Regions from separate parts of the Mus musculus genome. Here region 2 is linked to region 1. Evidence: chromatin contacts called from public Hi-C data. All regions are on one chromosome and are shown on one strand. The core of a region is the stretch at or near the end of the contact, and the rest is flanking DNA. Distances in the headings are between cores, read along the strand shown. Region 1 holds the start of Tmem45b (transmembrane protein 45b). Region 2 has its middle 18 kb from the start of Gm31408.

What was found. A called contact is a pair of places that touch in the nucleus more often than the background predicts.
Region 2: a Hi-C map of colon epithelium shows a contact between it and region 1, with 9 times the contacts expected there. The contact joins the enhancer-like site here to the promoter of Tmem45b in region 1. A contact is called at or near these places in 2 of 39 promoter capture datasets (embryonic stem cells and liver), 19 of 484 Hi-C or Micro-C datasets (8-cell embryo, Sertoli cells, adipose-derived mesenchymal stem cells and 12 more), 3 of 115 datasets of contacts at active chromatin or transcription factors (embryonic stem cells, intestinal crypt epithelium and intestinal villus epithelium) and 1 of 9 other capture datasets (liver).

What each region holds. Positions count from the first base shown.
Region 1 is chr9:31,462,281-31,466,566 of GRCm38.p6, reverse strand. It overlaps Tmem45b (transmembrane protein 45b), which reads left to right and starts at 2,329. Exons shown (of 6, transcript NM_144936.1): 1 at 2,329-2,401.
Region 2 is chr9:31,539,895-31,544,180 of GRCm38.p6, reverse strand. No RefSeq gene overlaps it. Among named protein-coding and RNA genes, the nearest start is that of Gm31408, 18 kb to the left of the region's middle. Within about 2 kb of position 2,145, at least 11 of the 459 cell types and tissues checked have an H3K27ac peak or open chromatin away from gene starts, as enhancers often do. A contact at or near this core is called in colon epithelium, intestinal crypt epithelium and uterus, where this site is marked.

The sequences.
Region 1 (4,286 bases), core at 1,080-3,579:
TTTTTGTATATTTATTTAGATTCTACATCTGAGGACGCACATCATTTGTCCTTCTGAGACTAAAAAGACCACCCTCCTTTGTTAAAGTCCACACAAGGACATATCAGATACCACTCTGTTTTATTTCTTTGTGTTATTTGGAGCGTTTTAAATTATTGCTTATTTTTATTTTACACGTATGGGTGTTTTGCCCGCATATATGTCCCTGTACAAATTGTGCGGTGCCTGAAGAGAAAATTAGATCCTAAGAGACTGGAGTTATAAATCATTGTGAGATGCCATGTGGGTGTTGAGAACTGAACCCAGGTCTTTGGGAAGAGTAGCCAGTGCTCCTAACTGCTGTGCCACCCCTTCATCCCTACTTTTGTGTTTTGAGAGTCCGTGAAGCCCAGATTGCCCTTGAACTTGAAATCCCTTTGCCTCTAGCTCCTGAATGGTAAGATTATACAAATATGTGTCACCACTTGGGAGTTCTCTCTTTATCAGAAAACAATTTGATAATAATTCATATTATTGTATTATTTCAAAGTTGATTTCCTGATACTTGTCACTACTTCATTGAAACTGTTTGATTTTTATTAAAACTGTTGATCAATGAAGTTAACGACCGTCAAAGGTATACTTTAAAAACTGGTGTGTCTTAATATTTGGATGCTAAATTTGAGCCAGAGGTCCTAAGTATCTCAGGGCTGGGGAGGTAGCTCCATTGGTAAAGTGCTTGTGGGGCAAGAATGAGGGCTTAGGTTCTGATCCCCAGAATTCATATAAAATGCTAGGCGGGAAGCGGGCTGCACATCCCCGTATTCTCACTGCAGACAAGAGAGGATCCCTAAAGTTTGCTTGGCCCATAATCTAACTGAACAGGTGAGCAAGCTCCATAGTCAGTGAGTGACTTCATCTCAAAAATTAGGTGGAAGGTGAGAGAACACACCCAACATGGACCTAGCCTCCGCATGTACATACACACACACACACACACACACACACACACACACACACACACACACACAATCTCTGGGCTGAGGATGCAGTTCAATTGGTATTCTTCTAGCTTGTACCAAACCCTGTGTTCAACCACTAGAACTATATAAACCAGACACAGAGGGGTGCACACCTGCAATCCCAGTGCTTGTGAGGTACAAGCAGGAGGACCAGAAACCTAAAGTCATCTGTGGCTCTATGGTAAGGTAGAGGCACACCTGGGCTACATAAGACCCTGCCTCACAAAACATAAATGAAACTGTCAAAGCATCTTTACCAACCAGTAGCTCTATCAATAAAACTGCACACGGCTGTCTCGAGATCTTAGCCTATAAGGAAAGTAAAACAGTCCTGAGCAGAAAGCGTCAGAAGGAACTGGTGACCAAGTGCAGCCTCTCCCTGGCTGATGACTGTGTAGGGCTACTCCCTTTCCTCTGTTTCAAAATCTGCAGGTGTGGACACACTCCAGGACGGGACCTGATCCTTTGCTCTGAGGGCTAGTCCCCAAGCTGAGAATACAGATTTTTATATCGTTTTTGAAAACACAGCAGCTTTTCAGAGGTTCCTCTGCTAGTATCTCTCCCTGAGTTCTTTCTCTGAGTGTGCAGAGAGCTTTAGTGCTGGCATTCTCTTCATGTCTTTAGGAAGTACAAGGGGCAGCAACGGTGCAAAATAAGGTCAGTCTCTTAGCTACAAGTGCTACAGAGAGCAGCCACTATTGCAGCATCTTAAACACCACCCGGGAACTCCTCTCATGCCAATCCAGAACTGTGCCCACCTGACAGATTTTTGTCAAACGTGCACAAAGAAGATTGATTGGATGGATGGATGGATGGATGGATGGATGGATGGATGGATGTAGAAAAGAATAGAATGGAAAAGAAGAAGCCCACGTATCATCCACCGGAGCCTTCCTTGGCGGTGAGTGGTCAGTGACTATTTGTCCTGCGTGTTAGCTGTGGTTTTCCTGGCTGGAGAAATTCAGAGCTAGTCCCACTCAGAGCATTCCCTTCCTCCCAGGCCAGAAATCGCTTTGCATAACAGGAAGTCTCCATAAGTAGTGCACCTGGATGATCCAGGAACCTGGCTGGGCTTTCGGGAACACACTTTTAAAGGAGTGCCTGTGGTCCCCGAAAGCCTCTCTGAAGCAGGGGACTCTCTGAAGCAGGGGACTCTCTGAAGCAGGGGACTCTCAGAAACAGGGGACACTCGGAAGCAGGGAAAAGGTGCTTGGAAGAAAAGTACTGTGCTGAGCCACCTGAGGTCGTGCTAGCAGCAGGGTTAGGGCCATCTGAGGTTGCCAGCTCCTGCAGCGGGCGGGGCCGGGCGGGGCAGGGTGCAGACGCTTGCACCTCCTGGGCACCCGCGGTCACACGTGTGACCGAAGCTGGCAAGTGGACACCTCTGAGGCTCGGAAGAGGTAGGATTCCCGCTGGGTCAGGGGCTCAGGGCCGGGAGAAAGGGAGGCACCACCTGGGAAGGGAGGTGAGGATCCGGAGTCGGATCCTCAGGAAGGAGACAGAGAAGCGCTCACTCAGATGGAGGGAGGGTGCTGGAGTGCAGAGGGAGTCTAGTACCTAGGAAGCCGTTGGTTAGCCCCTTCGGGGCTAGGAGTAGTCCTCCTCACCAGCTCCCCCCGGGAGTTGCTCCTCTGTACTGTCCCCGGGGTCCTGGAACGATTCGGGTCCACAGCGTTACTGCGACTAGGTGACTAGGTGCGAAGCCTGGCATTCATTCTCAGGGAAGCAGGCGCTCCACCTTAGGTGGTGTGCCTATTAAGGAGACCTCGAGTTGTTTTCAGGGTGCCAGAATGACTCGCGCTCACTTGCACCCCATCTGTCGCTAAGACTCCATAAATACAGGAACCAGATACATTCCTCAGGCCGGGAAGTCTGATAATGAGAGACGGTTGATAACAGCTCCTCCAGGCCATCGTTTGGCCTCCGCTTCTAAAAGCCAAGAGTAAAGCCTTGGCCTTAGCAAGGAGAGCCTGAAAGTGGGGGCACCTGCCTGAATCCAGAGGGACTGAGTGGAGACAAGGCCCACCGTAATGGGAAAAAAAAAGATCTGTACTTCAGCAGGGAAAGGTGGGGCCTCATAAAATGGAACTTTAAAAGCGTAAGAGCAGTTGCCTCGCCTAAGGTCTCAGCAACGGCTGCTGCTTGCTGCTTCGTTCCATCTTTCCTGCCCCCCACACACTGCTCCCCCTGTCGCCCTTCCCTGGGTTCTATTTGACTTTGGGATTAGCATAGTTATCAAAGCTGGGAAGGCAGATGCATTTTATCTAACTACACACCTATCTAAATAGCTACTATGGTTTATTGTTCACAAGCAACCTACGCTTTCGGTTTTTTTGTCAATATGAGCTTTCTACGCAGTAGAGACTGGATTTTGAACGCCAAAGAGGCAGCTCTTTATGACAGTTTGTTGGCTTAGTAATAATGTGGTCACCTGCTGTTCTATAGTCTCCGGAAAAGACAAGAGACGGATAGTACCGCTGCACTGAATAGGAACCACTGTTTTAACAAAGGATGAGCATCGAGCAAGGTTTTATCTGGTTGCACAGTACCTGTAATAGTATTACAGAAACCAAACGTTCTTCCCTCTTACCAAAGAGCTTCAGTTTGCTCTTGTTTAGGAAGGTGGAAACAGGTACCATGGCGGCACTTTCCTTTGTATTCTGTGGTCCTTTCCCCTGCCTTCCTGGTGGATGCTGCCTCTGATGGCCAAGCTGAAGCTGTTGAATCTCACGGGATGCATCAGTCACTGTATCTGGTGTCTTCCCTGAAATGTTTTTGGCTAAAGCTATGACTTAATCTTAGCAAATGTTACTTTGAGGTGAGCACTGGAGAGGAGAGAGATTAAGAGGATTTCTGAGTCTTCCCATTACTTCAGGATGGTATCAGCTTCATGCTCAGTTGTACAAAGTGCAGACACCATGTATGATCAAGAGACGATCAAAGGTTATCACTCTTTTGCTTGTTGAACACAGTAGGTAAGGACAGCTTTGCCACTTAGAAAGCTACCTTCATAGCTGAAGTACCTGAGATTGCAAAACTTTTTAATTATAGGGAAATAAGTCACTGGTATGTTAACAAAAAATAGGTAGCTATATAAAAACATTTCATTTCCATATGTTTTACAGATGGTCATAAGACAAACAATAAATTGCTTACAACATTGCACCATACTTCAGTGAAAAATCAGAGGACACACACACATGTACTGAACTCTGAACTTTTCTACCCTTTTGACCACCCAGTTCCTTCTTCCTAGCCTTCTCTAGAGCTAGAAATGAAAACAGA
Region 2 (4,286 bases), core at 896-3,395, 78 kb before region 1:
GAATTCCTGGAATATATGAAGAACTCAAAAACCTAAACAAGAAACCAAACAACCCAATCAATCCATGGGCTAAATGAACAGGCAGTTCTCTGAAGGTAAGATACAAATGGCAAAAAAAAAAAAAAAAAAAAAAGAAAAGAAAAGAAAAGAACCACATAGAGGAAAACGTCCAAGTTCGCTAGCCACCAGAAAAATGCACCCTTGGTGGGGTACTGCCTTACCCCAGTCAGGGTGGGAATCATTAAGAAACAAATAGCAAATACTAGTGGAGATTCAGACAAAAGGGAGCCCTTGCTATATGCTCCTGGTCCTACTCAGGTCCCACCTGACTGTGTGGGCGGTCGGTGGTGATAGGGTCCGTGTGTCTCTATGGTTGATTGTGGGTTATAATTAGATTATCTGTTATAAACAGTATTAATGGTTTTTAAAATATCCGTAGAGTTACTAAATCCAGTCCTTCCTGTGAGAAGGCTGCTCTCCATCCTTTTTATGTCTTACCTTACTAACTCTGAACCTTACACCCAACTCTATAAGCTCTGCTGTACCAGAGGCGGGCTGTCCAGGTCACGCCCACCCAACCCTACGGTTCTGAGCCAGACTGAAGCAAAGAGCTAGCTTGCTTGCATTCCACGCTGCAGCCACAAGAGGGCGCTCTGTGACAGCTCTGCAGGCATAGCGGTTGCTGTAGAGGCCAGCCAGGTAAATCCGTGATGTCACGAACCCAATTTAAAAAAAAAAAAAAAAAAAAAAAGGTTAAGAGATATGCAAAGGTGCAGGAAAAACACGGTTTGGAGAGAAAAGCAATTATGAAAACTGACCGAGGAATGACACAGACTTTACAATTAGCAGGTTAGAATTAGGAGACAAAATCATCACAGCAGCCATGTGCTCTATATTCAAGAAGTCAGAGAAGAGACTACAGCTGAATAGGTGGAAGACAGTTTTCAAAAATAAATCAAGGGCTTAGGATGTAGGTCAGCTTTGTGCAGAAGGCTGCGAGTGGGTTTCAAGCACGAGAAACAGAAAAAGAGAAGTGGGGGAAAGAGGGGAGGGAAGAAAGGGGAGGGAGAAGGGCCAAAGGAGGAAAAAGGAAGAGAGGGGAGGAGGAGGGGGGGAGGAGGGCAAAGGAGGAAGAGGAAGGAGGAGGAAGGAAGAAAGAGAGGGGAGGGGCAAACGATCCTGTATGATCCACTGATGATCCACTCCTGTAGTCCTGGCTACCCAGGAGGCCAAAACAGGAATATCAGGAATTTATAGCCAGTCTATGCCATACACGATAACAAGATTCCGTCTTTGAATGAATGAATCCGTTGATTGACTAAATTGCACTTCTGAGACTAAATCCACAGTGTCAAAAAGAAAAACTACATGATAATCATGAAAATACAACAAATGAGATGGACAGGAACGAAATGATGAGCTTGGAAACAGAAGAACTCGAGGCACGCAGACTGAAGCACGGGAAATGCTGGGAACAAACAGAGTATTAGCACACAGTGAACAATGTAACATGTGGAGAACTGAAAACGCTTCCAAACGTTAAAAAAAAAAAGTGAAAGAGACCTCTAAACTGTCAGAGAGACCATGAAAATATTTAATGGATTTATTGGAGGGGGCAAAAGCCAAAATCCTCTACATAGCACCAACTTGTAAATCTTTGTGAGTTCCTTAGATGCTCTCAATCCAGACAGGCTGCTTCTAGGTTTTGCTATGTATCCCTTGGCTGGCCTTGAACTTGCAATCTTCCTTCCTTTTTCTCCAAAGAGCCTGGATTACAGGCATGTCCCATGAGACTCCACCAGTATTTTTTAATCATGTAAAATTAGTCCTGATGCAGAGGCATCCCTTCCAGAAACGTAAGGGTCGTTCCAGAATGGGAATTCTGGAATATAAATGTAAATTGTTACACCCACAAATTAAGAAAACTCATCTAGCTTTGTGATTGCAATCTTCTTCGTGTGTAATAGTCTTCCAGCAAAAACAACAAGGTAAGAAGAGAGACAACTGCTGAGAGATGCAAACGGTCAGCCAGACAGAATGCCACTTGCAGGCAGGATAGAACATCAGAGTCTGGAGTTACCTCTCCCACTTTCAAAACTAAAAGTAGAGCAAAGTGTGTGACGTGGCAGTGCAGAGCAGTGGTCACTGAGAGGAAGAAAACAGGTGGCCTGGGCAACCCCTGTGCCACCTCACTGCCTGGAGAACTTCCAGCCAAACATACTTCCTGGTTAAAGAGACAAAGGTCAGAGCTCCTGCTGCAAAGCATGGGAAGGAAGCCAAATATCCAAGGAGGGACGTCTCCTGGGACCCCAGAGAGGTCCCAGAGCTAAGCACTGTGATGTGCACAAAGAAGCCACGATGCTGGGGGGAATGGGAGAGGAATGAGCAAAGCTGTTTCAGGTCACATGGGAAACAGGATTCTCACAAGCTAGACTGGCCAGACCCTCTAGTATAATCATTGTCAACCCATGGGGTCATGACCCCCTTGTCAAACCTCCATCTCCAAAAATATTTACATTATGATTCATACCTGTAGCAAAATTACAGTTGTAAAGTACCAACCGAAATAATTCTATGGTTGGAGGCACACACAAAACGAGGAAGCACTTTAAAGGGCCGCGGCATTAGGAAGGTTGGGAACCACTGTGATGGTGTGTGTGTGAGGTGTTGGTGCAGTTCTCCAAGTGTGTGGCCTCCACATGGCTAAGTTAGCTCCTGAGGTTAAGTTGCCTTAGATCTGCCTTATTCAAGCATAAAAGCAAACCTCAAAAAAATCCCAGACTGCAACCATCCTGGTGGGAGAGGAACTGTGGAAGAACGTGATTTTCACAGGATGTTTGAAAAATCGTCGAGATGTAACAAAAGATATAGACAGTTCATAAAACTATCTTTTATGTGACGAAGAGAAGAGGTCTCTTCAGCTTTGATGGGTCTTTTCTTACCTCGTGGCTCTTAAGCCCCACAGACTTAGGAAAGCCTTCCCAGCTTGTCCTACAGAAAAAGGAGGAGGAGGAAGAGGAGGAAGAGGAGGAGGAGGAGAATTTTTTAATTGTTTATTTGCACATTTGTGTGCTTGTTTGTGTGGGTTTATGACTGCACAAGTTTGTGGAGCCATAAGAAGGCATCCCTTCCCCTGGAACTGGAGTTATAGACTGGTAACTGCCGGTGACTGGACCCTCACTCTCCCTAAGAACAATAAGCAGTCAACTGCTGAGCCATCTCTCCAACCCCAGAGATTTTCCTACTTCTACCTGTTTAACAATGACCGTTTTGTGTGGTATACTCAACCGCTGAATCATCTCTCCAGTCCCGAGAAAGACAGTTAAATGGTGGGCTGGGAAGATGGCTGGGTCAGTGATGCTTGCCATGCAAGCAAGAAGACATAAGTTTGACCCAGCTCCTGCGTAAGAATGCCAGGTGTGCCGACACACACTTGTAGAGGCAGCACTGGGAAGCTGGATCCAGACTGATGACTTGAGCTTGCTAACCAGCTTAGCCTGCTCCGCCCTGAGGTCCAACACCTAAGGTTGACCTCTGGTCTACACATGCACACACATACACTCTCACATGTATACATACATACATATATATTACATATATACACAAAAGAAAGACAGAAATGAAGGCAGGGAGGGAGGGTGACTAGGCTATGAGACAGTAGAATAGGTCATCGAGTAAAATGCTTGCCTAGAAAACATTAGAACCCGAGTTCATGCCCCAGAATTCAAATTTTAAAAAATATCAGATATGATGACACAAGCTTATAATACAGACTCTGGGAAGTAGAGAGAGGCAGATACCTATGACTCACTGGCCCTACCTACTAGGTGAGTTCTAGGCCAGAAAATGACCTTGTCTTGAAAGAAAGAAAGAAAGAAAGAAAGAAAGAGAGAGAGAGAGAGAGAGAGAGAGAGAGAGGAAGGAAGGAAGGAAGGAAGGAAGGAAGGAAGGAAGGAAGGAAGAAAGAAAGAAAGAAAGAAAGGAAGGAAGGAAGGAAGGAAGAAGAAAGAGAGAGAGAAAGAAGGAAAGAGAGAGAGAGAGAAAGAGAGAGAGAAAGAAAGAAAGAAAGAAAGAAAGAAAGAGAGAAAGAGAGAAAGAGAGAAAGAAAGAAAGAGAGAGAGAAAGAGAGAGAGAGAAAGAGAGAGAAAGAAAGAAAGAAAGAAAGAAAGAAAGAAAGAAAGAAAGAAAGAAAGAAAGAAAGAAAGAAAGAAAGGAAGGAAGGAAGGAAGGAAGGAAGGAAGGAAGGAAGGAGAGAGAGAGAGAGAGAGGCAGGGAGGGCGAGAGAG